Regions from separate parts of the Sus scrofa genome. Here region 2 is linked to region 1. Evidence: chromatin contacts called from public HiChIP or PLAC-seq data. All regions are on one chromosome and are shown on one strand. The core of a region is the stretch at or near the end of the contact, and the rest is flanking DNA. Distances in the headings are between cores, read along the strand shown. Region 1 holds the start of ZNF251 (zinc finger protein 251). Region 2 overlaps ARHGAP39 (rho GTPase-activating protein 39).

Region 1 (7,281 bases), core at 1,959-4,458:
AATGTGATTCTTTCATGCTGTTGCCGGCTGTCAGCAATCTCTTCCATTTTGTCCTAGAACAGACAGATGTGGCTTGGATCTGGCATTGCTGTGGCTGTGGCATAGGCTGGCAGCTATAGCTCTGATTCAACCCCTAGCCTGGGAACCTCCATATGCCTTGGTTTCGGCCCTAAAAAGACAAAGACAAAAAATAAAAAAAATAAAAATAAATAGAGCTGCTGTGAACTTTCATGTAGAAGTCTTTTGTGTATGTTTTCATTTCTCTTTGTTAAATGGTTAGGAATGAATTTCCTGGATCAGAACAGGTGTGTGTTTAGTTTTTGTTTTTGCTTTGTTTTCTTTTTTGGCCACCCCATGGCATGTGAATTTTGTTGTTGTTATTATTACAACTCCACTTTACTGAGTTATGATTGACATGTAAAAACTTGCGCATATTTAATGCATACAACTCGATGAGTTTGCAGACAAGTGTACGGCCATGAAACCAACACCACTACCACAAATAAACATGTCCGTCACCTCCCAGCGTTTCCTCCTGCCCCTTTATTATTATTACTTATGTGTGAAGAACACATGTAAGTTTTATCCTCTTAGACAACTTCAAGTGTACAGTGCAGTATTGTTATCTGTACAATGCTGTATATTTCTGGAACTTATTTCTCTTGTATAACTGAAACTGTAACCTCTGACCGTCACCTCCCCATTTCACCCTCTTCCAACCACCAGCATCCCTCCAACTCTCCCCATTTTACTGTTTCTATGAGTTTGGCTAATTAAAAAAAATTTTTTTATATTTTGTCTGTGCACACAGCATAAAAAATTTCTGGGGCCAGGGATCAAACTTGTGCCATACCAGTAACCAGAGCCATAGTAGTGACACCAGACTTAACGCACTGTGTCACCAGGGAACTCCTTTGAGTCCTATTCATCTTCTGTTTCTTAACTGGGTGGGGTTCACTTTGGGACAATTTATGAAACTGTACATTTATAATGTCCGTACGTGTCTTTTTCCTTTTTCGGCTGCACCCTTGGCACACGGAAGTTCTCAGACCAGGGATCAAATCTGAGCTGCAGCTGGGAGCTACACCACAGTTGTGGCAACACTGAATCCTTAACCCACTGCGCCGCAGAGGGGAACTCCTTTTTGCACATTTTTATGTATGCTTATTAACCAATGACCAAAAAGGGTTTGTTTGTTTTGGACCACATCCAAGGCATATGGAAGTTCCTGGGCCAGGGATTGAATCCATACTGCAGCAGCGACCTGGGCCACTGCAGTGACAATGCTGGACACTTAACGCACTGTGCCACAAGGGAACTCCTAAAAGTTATTTTTAAAAAAAGGATAGTAGGTCCATTGTGTCAATTATCTCTGAGAGGTAGAATAAGATGAACACTAAAATATGCGTCAGAGTTCCTATTGCGGCTCAGTGGTAATGAACCTGACTAATATCCATGAGGACATGGGTTCAATTCCTTGCCTTGCTCAGTGGGTCAAGGATCTGGCATTGCTGTGAGCTGTGGTGCTGCAGCTCTGATTTGATCCCTAGCCTGGAAACTTCTGTATGCTGTTGTGTGCCATTAAAAAAAAAAAGAAGGGGAGTTCCCATCGTGGCTCAGTGGTTAACGAATCCAACTAGGAACCATGAGGTTGCAGGTTCGATTACTGGCCTTGCTCAATGGGTTAAGGATCCAGCGTTGCCGTGAGCTGTGGTGTAGGTTGCAGACGCGGCTCGGATCCCGCGTTGCTGTGGCTCTGGCGTAGGCCGGTGGCTACAGCTCCGATTCGACCCCTAGCCTGGGAACCTCCATATGCCGCGGGAGCGGCCCTAGAAATAGCAAAAAGACACACACAAAAAAAGACGAAAATTAATTATAATAACATGATAACTTAAAAAAATAATAAAACGCACGCACTGGTTTTAGCAAAAGGGAGGTCATTAGTGCAGGGAACAGCTCTGTACATTTCCACACTGGCCATGTGGCCAAGGCTGAGTTGCAGCCTGAGCTGAGTCTTGGCAGAATGCCGGAGGCTCCCTGGAAACAAAGGAAGACAATCAATCTTGTAGAATCAACTGTGATGCCGTCTTTACTGGACTTTCCATTTTGTTTCCCTTGGGGTACAGCTGCAGAGCAAAGCTGCCTGGAGGTAGTTTGGTTTGGAGTTGATGCCAAGCAACAGAGGAATCTGCTGTCTGTGCTTCCTGTCATCTTGTGGGTCTGAGGAGCCTAAGAAATAAATGATCTGTCATTTGTGCTCCTTGCTGAGGGAATCTACAGAAATGTGGTCGTGATCCTGTCACCTGCTGTGCTGTTATGCATGGACTGTTTGCCCGGCAATTGGCAACCCTATAAGCTGGAGGTGTATCAATTCAGAAAGCCTCAGAAAATAAGGCAATCAAATATGTACTTTGCAGTCTTAAAACTAGAGTGATGTGCTTCCTTTCAGCCTTTTATCCTTTTATCCAAGTGCTCACCCAGTATTTACAGAATGCTTCCTACGCTCCTGCCGCTGCTGTAAGGCTGGTGGTTTCCTAGTGGACAAAACACAGCACTAGTACTACCTGATCTCATGGGGCTGCATACTCGGCTGCATTGATTTCAAGACTGCTCATCAGACCCCGCCAGCAGCAACACACTCTCCAGCCTGGCAGCGTTTTAATCCCGTGTGACGTCTCTGCACGGTGTTTAAAGTTTTGGATATCCTCCTGCTACCTGACTGCCTCGAGCTCAGACCTGAACCGGTGGCCTGATTCCAGCAGCGCGTCTGGAAGACAAGAGGGTCCTCGGTGTCACCTAACGTCCCTACCCTTACCCCGTCCCTTCCTCCTCCGAGTGACAGGTGTGATTTAAACACCTTCACTCTGCGTCCTTATTTGCGAGCTTGTGCTCGTTACCGACAGGAACGCAGCTGAGTGAGCCCCGCCGCCGGACTGGAGCGATCCGGCGACACGTGCGGCCCTGGAGACGGAGAGGAGGGCAGAGCGGGTCCGACTCGAACCTCCGCCCAGCCCGGAGCCAAGAGCAAGGCATAGCGGGACGGGTCCGCTGAACCCCGGCCGCCCGGAAGGGCGGGGCCGGGACCACGCGGCCGCTTCCGGCCGGATCGTCCCCGTGGGCCGTCCTGGGGCACCGGCTGCGGCGCCCTCCGCGGCCACCCGGCGGGGCGGGGCGTCCTGCGCGTGCGCAGCGCGGCCCGGGCGGCCCTGCCCCGCCGCGGGCTGACCGGTGCGCGCAGGTGTGCAAGCCGGTCGCGTGCGCTCGCCTGGGGCGCGAGCCTTAGAGGGGCGCCTGCCGGCGGGGCGCGCTCTAGTGCGGTGGGCGGGCCCCGGGGACCGAGGTGCGTCCGGGCGGAGCTTCGGGAGGTTTCAGCCAGGGTCGCGTTGGCCAGGGGCCGCCGCGCGGAGCTTTCAGGGGAGGCCTGCCCCGCGGAGCGTCGGCACCCAATGGCCTGGGGGCGCCGGAGAAGCGGCGGGCTGTGCCTGTAGCCCCGGGCGGCCGGAGCTCGCGAACCCGAGGAGTCACCGGGCCCGCAGGGCTGGGAAGAGGTCGGAGGGGAGTCTGTTGGCAGAATGAGGAAGCGACCGCAGCCTGGCCTAAGGAGCAGCCAGGATTGGGAGGCCGATTTGGAAGCTGGGGACCAAGCGGTGAGAAGGACGCAGGCTTCCAGCTGCACCCTCAGTAGCTCAGCCCACCCGGCCGCCCAGTCCTCTCATCCTGTTGGTGGGGTGCGGTTCTTTGCTTCAGGTTGTCCTGGGACGCTGGGTCACTGGAGCTGCCAGCTTGCACCCTCACCTCCCGGCCCCACTGGGCCCACGAGGGCCATTTGGGCCCTTGCTCCCCCATTCTAGGGAGTTTCAGTGGGATTCTGGCCAGTCCGACTCGCGTTGGCTTGTGATTGCCTCTGACCCGCAACGTTTATGAGCGACTTTACGCGTGGCCCCAGGAGGCCACTCCAGGAACCCAATTCTGCCGTCCTTCACCAGGCCCTTGGAAGCTAATGGAGTGACTGAATGGTATTGAATGGGTCTGGGTGTGGGCCTCTGCCCCTTGACGGTGAGCTGGGGGAGGCCGGGCCAGGGCTGCCCCCTCAGGTCCCGAGTCTTCCCTAAGATCCCACTCCCCCAGGATGGCTGCCACACTTGGCTTCTGGCGCCCCAGGTGAGTTCACCTTCCTCCCTGTCCTCCCCCCTCTGGAGCGGTGAGCCCAGCACGCCGAGAAGCCAGGAGCCCTAGCACCCCAAGGACAGGGCTCTGGGATCCAACCCCCAACCCCCCCCCCCCCCCCCCCCGCCAGAGGGCTGCTGGGGGACTAGCTGGGTCTCAGGACGGAAGAGGGCAGCTGGCCCTCTGGCTGACCACCACAGGTCCACCCAGTGGGCACAGCCCCGCGGGCAGCACCCACCTGTCGTTGCAGGAGGTGGTGCCGCTGACCTTCCAGGACGTGGCTGTGTACTTCTCTTGGGAGGAAGGGCGGCAGTTGGGCCCAGACCAGCGGACGCTATACAGGGACGTGATGCTGGAGAACTACGGGCACGTGGCCTCGCTGGGTGAGGCTCTCCGCCAGCTCACGGTGGGGCCTCTAGGGAGCTGGGGACGCTGCTTGCCAGTTTGGAGCTCAGAGAAGAGGGTCCTGCCCCTCGTCCCCAGGTTCCAATCTGGTCTCTGCATATTCCTCATGCGAGTGCTTGCCTTTGTCTCAGTTCTAGAGACTTCACTTCGAGATGCCCATAGCCACCTGGGTCCCCTGACCAGGGAATTCTTCTTCCGTGCTCATTCTCAGCCCTCCTGCCCTGACCATGCCCTCTCCCCTGCGCACACTCACCCAGTGCCTGCCCCTCCACAGGACTCCCTGTGTCTAAGCCAGAGCTGATCTCCCAGCTGGAGCAAGGTGAAGAGTGGTGGGTGCTGGGTCTGCTACGAGCTGAGCAACAGGAGGTTTTGAGCAGGACAGGTGAGAGGGGGGTTGGGGGCTGGCTAGGGTGATCTCCCCAGCCACCTCCAGAGCTAGAAGAGGGGGCTGGTTGGGTGAGGAGCCTCATTCCCAAGTCCTGGGTGTGATCTCAGGCAGACATTGCACAACATGTGCACTCAAGCTCGTGCACACCTTTTTTTTTGGGGGGGGGTGTCGGCTTGCTCTTTGTGTATAGGCAATTTTGTTTTGTTTTGTTTTTGCTTTTTAGGGCCACATCCAGGGCATATGGAAATTCCCAGGCTAGGGGTCAAACCAGCCTATGCCACAGGCACAGCAACGCTAGATCTGAGCTGCCTCTGCAAACTACAGCACAGTTCATGGCAATGCCAGATCCTTAACCCACTGAGTGAGGCCAGGGATTGAACCCTCATGCTCATGAATATTAGTTGGGTTCATTTCCCCAGAGCCACAACAGGAACTCTGTGTGTTGGCTAATTTTGGAGTGGAGATTCTGGATTGTGTTATTTTTCTCTGAAGAGTGTTGTTTTTCTTTGTTTTAACAGCTAATTTTCATAGCTGAGCTTAAACTGAAAACTCTGGTGCCTTCAGGTCGCTTTTCTTAGCTGGGCCACTTTGAGTCTGTTCTGTGGGGGGGTGGTTCTGGGGTTGGTGATGCAGGTGTGAAGAGCTTGGGGCTGCTTTTCTGGCTCTGTCCTTCCTCGGAATCTCCCATTGTCTCTGGAGTTCACAGTGCCCAGCTCCCATCTCTGGCTCCTGGAGCCAGAAGTGCCGTGTGTTTTACTCCCTGTGCCCCTGCCTCTGCGCATTGTCAGTGTGTACTTAGCCTCAGGCTGGTAGCCAGGGCAGGGACTTAACCTGTGGGACTGTGCACGTCCACAGCGCACAGTGACTTGGCCATTCCAGCGCCTTCAGGTGGTTGCCTTTTGTGCTTTGTCCCCGTTTATAGCTCTTCTCTGCCGTGGGGGGCCATTCCAGCAGTGTGTTTGTCATCATACTTAGAAGCAGGAACCATATGTGGCCTTTATGCTTGAAAGATAGCCTGGCTGGACCTAAAACCCTTGGCTCACATTTCTTCTTTTGAATAACTTGTAGATCTGTTCCGCAGTCTTGTGGGACCAGATAGAGCTGATACCATACCACTTTCTTTCCTATTTATAGATGAATTGGTTTCCTCCCCCAAGTGTTCCTCTAATTCCTCTTTTTTTTTCCCTAGGGTTGCACAACTTCCCTAAGCTGCTTATGTGATCATTAAAAACAAACCAAAACAAAAAAAGGAAATGTGTGTTGAATTTTATTAAAATTTTTTTCTTTATTTTAATTTTTTTAGGGCCGCACCCACAGCATATGGAAGTTCCTAGGCTAGGAGGGTCAAATCGAGCTGCAGCTGCTGGCCTACACCGTGGCCATAGCAACTCAGAATCTGAGCTGCATCTATGACCTACACCACAGCTCATGGCAACACAGGATCCTTAACCCACTGAGCGAAGCCAGGGATCGAACCCGCAACCCCATGGTTCCTAGTCAGATTTGTTTGTACTGCGCCACAACAGGAACTCCTTGTTAATGTTTTTTGTTTGTTCGTTTTATTTTTTTTTCATTTTTTCTTTTCCTCGTGTTTGTTTTTATAATGATTTTTATTTTTTCTATTATAGTTGGTTTACAGTGTTCTGTCAATTTTCTACTGCACAGCAAGATGACCCAGTCACATATATGTATACATTCTTTTTTCTCACATTATCATGCTCTATCATAAGTGACTAGATATAGTTCCCAGTGCTATGCAGAATCTCATTGCTCTTGTTAATGTTTTATTTAGGGTTTTTGGGTTGATAATTGTGAAATTAACCTTAAAATTTTCTTTCTCACACTGTTGTCAAGTTTTGGTATCAAAGTTGTATTAACCTCATGAAAGGAGTTTGAGCATGTGTTATGTCTTTCTATGGGCCATTAACCTGCTATGCCACAGCAGGAACACCCAAGATTTGGGGATTTTTTCTTTGTTTGTTTGTTTGTTTTCATTTTTGGTGGTCCCATGGCATATGGAGCTCCTGGGCCAGGGATCAGATTGGAGCCACAGTCATGACCTAAGTCACAGCTGCAGCAATGCCAGATCCTTAACCCACTGTGCCAGGCTGGGGATTAAACCTGCATCCCAGTGCTCCTAAGACACTGCCAATCCTGTTGTGCCACAGTGGGAGCTCCCCAAGTATTTTTTAATTTAGGCATGTACATTGTTTTCTTAGACACAATGCTGTGGTACACTTAATAGAATATGGTATTGTGTGAATATGGCTTTCGCATGTACTAGGAAACCAAGAAATTGGTGTGACTTGCTTTATTGTGAC
Region 2 (7,281 bases), core at 1,332-3,831, 77 kb after region 1:
GACAAAGGAGACAGAGTATGTCCTGGCAGTGACAGCGAGGGGGGTTCTGAGCCCGGCTCTGTGTGCGGTACCTCACCCTGAGCCTCGCTGCCTTCCTTGGCCTCAGACGCCCTTGATTTGTCTGCCAGCACCTGTGTGACATCTGCTGTGTGGTCGCCACCCCAAGGGACCACACAGTGAACCCCAGGCCGCCAGCCTTAGCCTCGGCTTACGCATGGTCACACTTTCGTGCCAGCCACCACCAATTGACTTCACTGTTTGTTTCCGATGGACCTCCCTGAGCAGGCTCTCAGCACAGGCGTCACAGGGGTGCTTGGTGGTGGACACAGCAGACTGCAGCTTTCCCATCTGCTCCCCAGGGAGCACGTCAGGAGACTGAGGGCGTTCACTGTGTGTGCATCCATGCATTCGGCACAACCCAGTTCCTGGGCAGAGACGGCAGGCTGAGCACATGCGTTTATCTACACGCCACCTTGATCTCATAATGAAGGAACAGCGAAGGAGGTTCTTAAAGGCAGAAAAACAAAAACCTCCCAAGGGAATGTAAAATGATACAGCCACTATGGGAAAGAGAATGGCAGTTCCTCAGAAAATTAAAGATGGAATTATCATAGGAGTGCCTGTCATGGCGCAGCGGAAACAAATCCGACTAGGAACCATGAGGTTGTGGGTTCAATCCCTGGCCTCGCTCAGGGGGTTAAGGATCCGGTGTTGCTCTGAGCTGTGGTGTAGGTTGCAGATGTGGCTCAGATTCTGCGTTGCTGTGACTCTGGCGTAAACTGACAGCTGTAGCTGCAATTAGACCCCTAGCCTGGGAACCTCTATATGCCACCAGTGCGGCCCTAAAAAGCAAAAAATAAAAAGAATTATCTGGAGTTCCCTTCATGGCTCAGTGGGTTAAGGATCCAGTACTGCTGTGACCTGTGTTATAGGTCGCAGATGCGGTTTGGATCCTATGTTGCTGTGGCTGTGGTGTAGGCCAGCAGCTGTAGCTCCAATTTGACCCCTAACCTGGGAACCTCCATATGCCGCAGATGCAGCCTTAAAAAGATAAAAGACCAAAAAAAAAAAAAAAAAAAAAGAATTATCATAGGATCCAGCAATTCCACGTTTGGGTATATGTCCAAAATAATTGAAAACAGAGACATGAACGGGTATTTGTACATCCATGTTTATAGCAGCATATTCACAACAGCCAGGAGGCAGAAAGCAACCCAAGTACCCATCGATGGATACGTAGATAAATCAAATGTGGTCGACGCAGACTGCGGAACATTCCGCCTAAAGAAGGATGGCAGTCCTGGCACAGAGTACGACATAGATGAACCTTGACGACTTTATGCTGAGTGAAATAAGCTAGACACAGAAAGACAGGTACTGTATGAATCTACTCATGTGAGGTCCCTAAAGGAGTCAGAGGCACAGAGACAGAATGGTGGGTGCCGTTGATGAGGGGGAGGGAGAAAGGGAGAGTTATTTTGTGATGTGTACAGTTTCTGTTTGGAAGATGAAAAAGTTTTGGAGCTGAGTGGTGGTGGTGGTTTCACATTAATATGAATGTAATTAATACCATGAACTGTACAATTAAAAATGGTTAAAATGGCAAATTTTATGTTATGTATATTTTATTACAATAAAAATTTTAAAATCCATCTGAACAAAAAGTATGGAAGAGGAAGAACAACTCTGTTTTGGAAACTGAAAAGCACATGAACAGTGGCTGGAAACTGACTTGGCAGACCCGGAAAGGTGGATTTCCACATAGGTGGTGGAGAAGCTAAGACACTTAAGTAGGTAGCAGACGCTAAAAGCTCAGCAGTACGTGGAGCCAGCTTCTGCCGGCAGTGGTGTGGCCGTGGGAATGACCCTGGTGCTGAAAACAAAAGAAACAAAGTGGCTACCATGGAGTAGTGGAAGTTAAAGACTCTGGACCCAGAACGCCGGGACTCAGATCTCAGCCATGTTTTCAAAATAGGCCATTTTCTGAGCCATAAAACAAGTCTCAATAAAGGTCAAAGAATGCAAGTCATAGAAAGTGTGTTCTCTAACCACAGTGGAATTAAGTTGGCAATCAGCAGCACAGCTACCTGGAAAATCCCTGAGTATTTGGAAACTAAAAGACATACTACTGGGAGTTCCTTTTGTGGCTCAGCTGGTTAAGAATCTGACCAGTATCCATGAGGATTCAGGTTTGATCCCTGGCCTCACTCAGTGGGTTAAGGATCTGGTGTTGGCGCAAGCTGAGGCATAGGTCACAGATGCGGCTTGGATCTGGTCTTGCTCTGGCTGTGGTGCAGGCTGGCAGCTGCAGCACAGCTCTGATTCGACCCCTAGCCTGGGAACTTCCATATGCCACAATCGAGACCCTAAAAAGAATGCACACAGAAAAGAACATGCTACTGAATCAGGAGTTCCCAGGTGGCTCAGCAGGCTAGGGATCCAGTGTTGTCACTGCTGTGGCTCAGGTCGATGCTGTGGTGTGGACTTGATCCTTGGCCCAGGAACTTCTGCATGCTGTAGGCGTGGCTGGAAAAAAAAGAAGAAGAAGAAGAAGATACTACTGAATAATCCGTGGGTTAAATTAAAGTGAAAAGGGAAGTGAGAAGGTTTTTTGAGGAGTTCCTGTTGTGGCTCAGCAGGTTAAGAAGCTGAGCACATCAAAAAAACAAAACAAAACAAATGGAGTTCCCGTCGTGGCGCAGTGGTTAACGAATCCGACTAGGAACCATGAGGTTGCGGGTTCGGTCCCTGCCCTTGCTCAGTGGGTTAACGATCTGGCGTTGCCGTGAGCTGTGGTGTAGGTTGCAGACGCGGCTCGGATCCCGAGTTGCTGTGGCTCCAGTGTAGGCCGGCGGCTACAGCTCCGATTCGACCCCTAGCCTGGGAACCTCCATATGCCGCGGGAGCGGCCCAAAAAATAGCAAAAAAAAAAAAAAAAAAAGACAAAAAAAAGAAGCTGAGCAGTATCCATGAGGATGCTGGTTCCATCCCTGGCTTCGCTCAGTGGGTTAAGGAGTTGCTATGAGCTGTGGTGTAGGTGGCAGATGCAGTTCAGATCTGGTGTTGCTGTGTCTGGGGTGGGCCAGCAGCTGTAGCTCCAGTTCGACTCCTAGCCTGGGAACTTCCATATGCTGCTGGTGCAGCCCTAAAAAGAAAAACAGGAGTTCCCATCGTGGTGCAGTGGTTAACGAATCCGACTAGGAACCATGAGGTTGTGGGTTCGGTCCCTGCCCTTGCTCAATGGGTTGACGATCCGGCGTTGCCAGGCTCGGATCCCACGTTGCTGTGGCTCTGGCGTAGGCCAGTGGCTACAGCTCCGATTCGACCCCTAGCCTGGGAACCTCCATATGCCGTGGGAGCGGCCCAAAGAAATGGCAAAAAGACAAAAAAAAAAAAAAAAAAAAAAAAGACAAAAAAAGAAAAAGAAACAAAAAAGGTATTTTGAAATTTAAAAAAAAAAAATAGTAAACAAAACACATTAAAATTTGTGTGCTGCATGGAGTTCCTGCTCTTTGCAGTGGCTTAAGAATCCAGCTGCAGCAGCTCAGGTTTCTGCAGAGGTGCAGCTTTGATCCCTGGCCTGGCACATTGCGTTAAAAGACCTGGCATTACCATAGCTACAGCATAGGTCGCAGCTGTGGCTCATTCAGTCCCTGGCCTGGGCACTTCCATATGCCATGGGTGTGGCCATTAAATGAGCTGTGGCTCATTCAGTCCCTGGCCTGGGCACTTCCATATGCCATGGGTGTGGCCATTAAAAAAAAGTTTGTGTGATGCAGCCAAAGCAATTCTTATAGGGAAATTTGTAGCACCTAAATGTTCGTATTAGGAAATATCTCAAATCAATGATCTCATCTCCTACTTTAAGACACTTTAAAAAAAGAGCAGAAATTATGCCAAAAGTAAGCAGAAGAAAGGAAATAAAATCAGAATAGAAATCCATGAAAGAGGAGTTCCCGTCGTGGCGCAGTGGTTAACGAATCCGACTAGGAACCATGAGGTTGCGGGTTCGGTCCCTGCCCTTGCTCAGTGGGTTAACGATCTGGCGTTGCCGTGAGCTGTGGTGTAGGTTGCAGACGCGGCTCGGATCCCGCGTTGCTGTGGCTCTGGCGTAGGCCGGTGGCTACAGCTCCGATTCAACTCCTGGCCTGGGAACCTCCATATGCCGCGGGAGCGGCCCAAGAAATAGCAACAACAACAACAACAACAATAACAACAACAACAAAAAAAAAGACCAAAAAAAAAAAAAAAAGAAATCCATGAAGGAAAAACAGAAAAAGTAATGCAGAAAATCAATGAAACAAAAAAGTGATTACTTGAGAGGATGAATGAAATTAATAAACCTCCAGCCAGACTGATAAGGATAAAAGGAAGACGTAAATCACCAATATGAAGAATGAGCGATGATATCACTACAGATGCAACAGATGTTAAAAGGATAATAAGGAAATATTACGAACTTGATGCCAGTAAATTTGACAATTTAGAGGAAGTGGACAGATTCCTTGAAAGGCAAACTACTGAAGATCACTCAATACAAAATAAATCACCAAAAAAAGAAATCACATCTATTAAATTAAATAGGTACTTTAAAACTTTGCCACAAAGAAAATTCAGGCCCAGACGGCTTCATTGGTGAATGCTATCAAACATCTCATGTTTGTGTAGCAATTCTTTACAAGCTCGGAAGATTGATGTGAAGGGAGTATTTCCCAATTCATTCTGTGTCAAAATTAGAAAAGGACGTTAAGGAGTTCCCGACCTGACATAGCGGAAGTGAATCCGACTAGGGACCACGAGGTTGTGGGTTCAATCCCTGACCTCGCTCAGTGGGTTAAGGATCTGGCGTTGCCGTCAGCTGTGGTGTAGGCCGGAGGCTATAGCTCCAATTGGACCCCTAGCCTTGGAGCCTTCACATGCCTTGGGTGCTGCTCTGAAAAGACAAAAAGACCAAAAAAATTTTTAAAAAGGACATTAACAAAAATTTGAGAAGAAAAAAAAAAAAAAAAAAGCACAGATAGTATCCCTCATGAACATAAGGCAAAAATTGCTAACAGTATTTTAGCAAATTGAATCCAACAATATATCAAAAGGATAATGCATCTTGAATAAGTGGAGTTTATCTAAGTAAAGACATTTTGGTTTAACATTCAAATATGAATCAATATAATTTGCCATCTCAACAGGGCAACAGAGAAAAACCATGTGATCATCTCAGTAAAGGTAGAAGAAGGATTTGACAGAATCTTTTCAAAAGACAACAACAGTGGAGTTTCACGGCTCAGTGGTTGACGAACAGGACTAGTATCCGTGAGGACGCGGGTTCGATCCCTGGCCTCGCTCAGTGAGTTAAGGATCTGGCATTGCCGTGGGCTGTGGTGCAGGTCACAGATGTGGCTCGGATCCAGCATTGCTGTGGCTGTGGTGTAGGCTGGCAGCTACAGCTCCGATTCGCCCCCTTGTCTGGGAACCTCCACATGCTGAGGGTGCGGCCCTAAAAAGACAAAAGAGAAAACAACAGCAACAACAACAAACAACTCTACGCCACAGGTTTGGCCGCAACAAGCCGGGAAAAAACAAACAAAAAAAACCTGGCTGGTGTCTATGAGGATGTGGCTTTGATCTCTGGTCTCACTCAGTGGGTCAGGGATCCTGCGTTGCTGTAAGCGGTGGCGTAGGTCACAGACATGGCTTCCATCCTGAGTTGCTGTGGCTGTGGCGTAGGCTGGCAACTATAGCTCTGATTTGACCCCTCATCTGGGAACGTCCATATGCTGTGGGCAAGGCCTTAAAAAGAAGAAAGAAAGAGGAGTTCCTGTCATGGCTCAGTGGTTAACAAATCCAATTAGGAACCCTGAGGTTGCAGGTTCGATCCCCCTGGCCTTGCTCAGTGGGTTAAGGATCCAGCGTTGCTAAGAGCTGTGGTGTAGGTTGCAGACACGGCTTGGATCTGGCATTGCTGTGGCTCTGGTGTATGCTAGTGGCTACAGGTCTGATTAGACCCCTAGCCTGGGAACCTCCACTTGCCATGGGTGTGGCCCTAGAAAAGACAGACAAGGCAACACACACACAAAAGAAAGAAGGAAGGAAGACCAACTAATATCCATGAGGACGTGGGTTTGATCCCTGGCCTTGCCTAGTGGGTTAAGGATTTGGTGCTGCCGCGAGCTGCGGTGTAAGTCACAGATGCAGCTCAGATCCTGCGTTGCTGTGGGCCTGGACGCAGTGACAGCCCAATAGCAGTGAGCACACCTGGCCCCAGATCTTGGTTTCTGATACCGTTTTCCATTCTATGGACCAGACTCTTATTTTGGAAAAGAAACAGTTGGTTCTTGGGCCAGGGCAGGGAATGTGCAAGCTATAGTGCCAAGAGTGGGGAGATGCTGGTGGGACAAGGGGAGAGGGTGGCTGCATCACAGGACACGGAAGCCACAAGACAAAGCTACCAGGGGCCAAAGCTGGAGCACTTTGAGCAATAGAATAAAGTCATATTGGATTATAACCCAAAGTCAAAATGAATATCCCTAAGTCCATACTGATATAAAGAAATGGGTAGATATATGTTCCATTCAGAAGAATTACAAATAATGTATGTAGATAAGAGGGCCCACTATCGGGGATAGTGAATCCACTTCGGCGTGGTGGGCACCTCAGATTTCTCCCCAGCTTGGGATGGGGGAGGGAGCATCCCTGTCAACAGCGCTGAGTTATTTTTGTCCAGAGGGGGAGGTGCCTAGATCAGCCTGAGAGGGGAGCCAGGCCCCTCCTCTCTCTGACCCTGCCTCCCCAAGTGCCCGCTCAGGAGCCTAGCCCCTGGGGTGTAGCCCTGCAGGAACCCAATGGCTGGGCTGGGGCCTTCTCAGGGCCCCAGAGGGTCGGGAGCTGGCCACACCCTCTCCCCACAGCACTGGGGCACCTTCCTGGCAACACCCCCCACACACACACACCCATCCCCCAGGAGCGGGAGCAGGGCACCCCCACCCCAGCGCTCTCGGACTGGGGTCCCCGCCTCCGCTCCCGGCTGGGCATTGGCTGGTGGTTCCTACTCCCAGCTGCCCAGGGCTTCCCTGCCAGCCATGTGTGGGACCTGCGTGGGCCCATGTCCCTCTGTGTTCTGTGGTCCTCACCGCTCTGTTTGCTCCCCAGTGACACAGCACATGAAAGAGCTTCTGGAGAGAAACACTAAGAAGAAGTCCAAGTTGAGAAAGAAACCCAAGCCTTATGTTGAGGAGCCAGATGGTAGGGCCTCTCCCGCAGCCTCTGTGTGCTGCGTCTGCACAG

The links. HiChIP or PLAC-seq counts read pairs in DNA pulled down with a chosen protein or histone mark.
Region 2: a contact with region 1 is called in an H3K27ac HiChIP or PLAC-seq map of alveolar macrophages. The contact joins the enhancer-like site here to the promoter of ZNF251 in region 1. A contact is called at or near these places in 3 of 5 promoter capture datasets (fetal liver, fetal skeletal muscle and liver), 5 of 47 Hi-C or Micro-C datasets (alveolar macrophages, embryonic fibroblasts, epiblast stem cells and 2 more) and 1 of 2 datasets of contacts at active chromatin or transcription factors (alveolar macrophages).

What each region holds. Positions count from the first base shown.
Region 1 is chr4:183,481-190,761 of Sscrofa11.1, forward strand. It overlaps ZNF251 (zinc finger protein 251), which reads left to right and starts at 3,209. Exons shown (of 6, transcript XM_021090452.1): 1 at 3,209-4,016; 2 at 4,129-4,161; 3 at 4,418-4,550; 4 at 4,847-4,954. The coding sequence starts at 4,014. It overlaps LOC102158405 (a long non-coding RNA gene), which reads right to left and starts at 3,088. Exons shown (of 3, transcript XR_002343681.1): 1 at 1,918-3,088; 2 at 1-53.
Region 2 is chr4:261,595-268,875 of Sscrofa11.1, forward strand. It overlaps ARHGAP39 (rho GTPase-activating protein 39), which reads left to right. Exons shown (of 13, transcript XM_003125457.6): 8 at 7,147-7,239. Among named protein-coding and RNA genes, the nearest start is that of C4H8orf82, 10 kb to the right of the region's middle. Within about 2 kb of position 2,582, at least 1 of the 83 cell types and tissues checked has an H3K27ac peak or open chromatin away from gene starts, as enhancers often do. A contact at or near this core is called in alveolar macrophages, where this site is marked.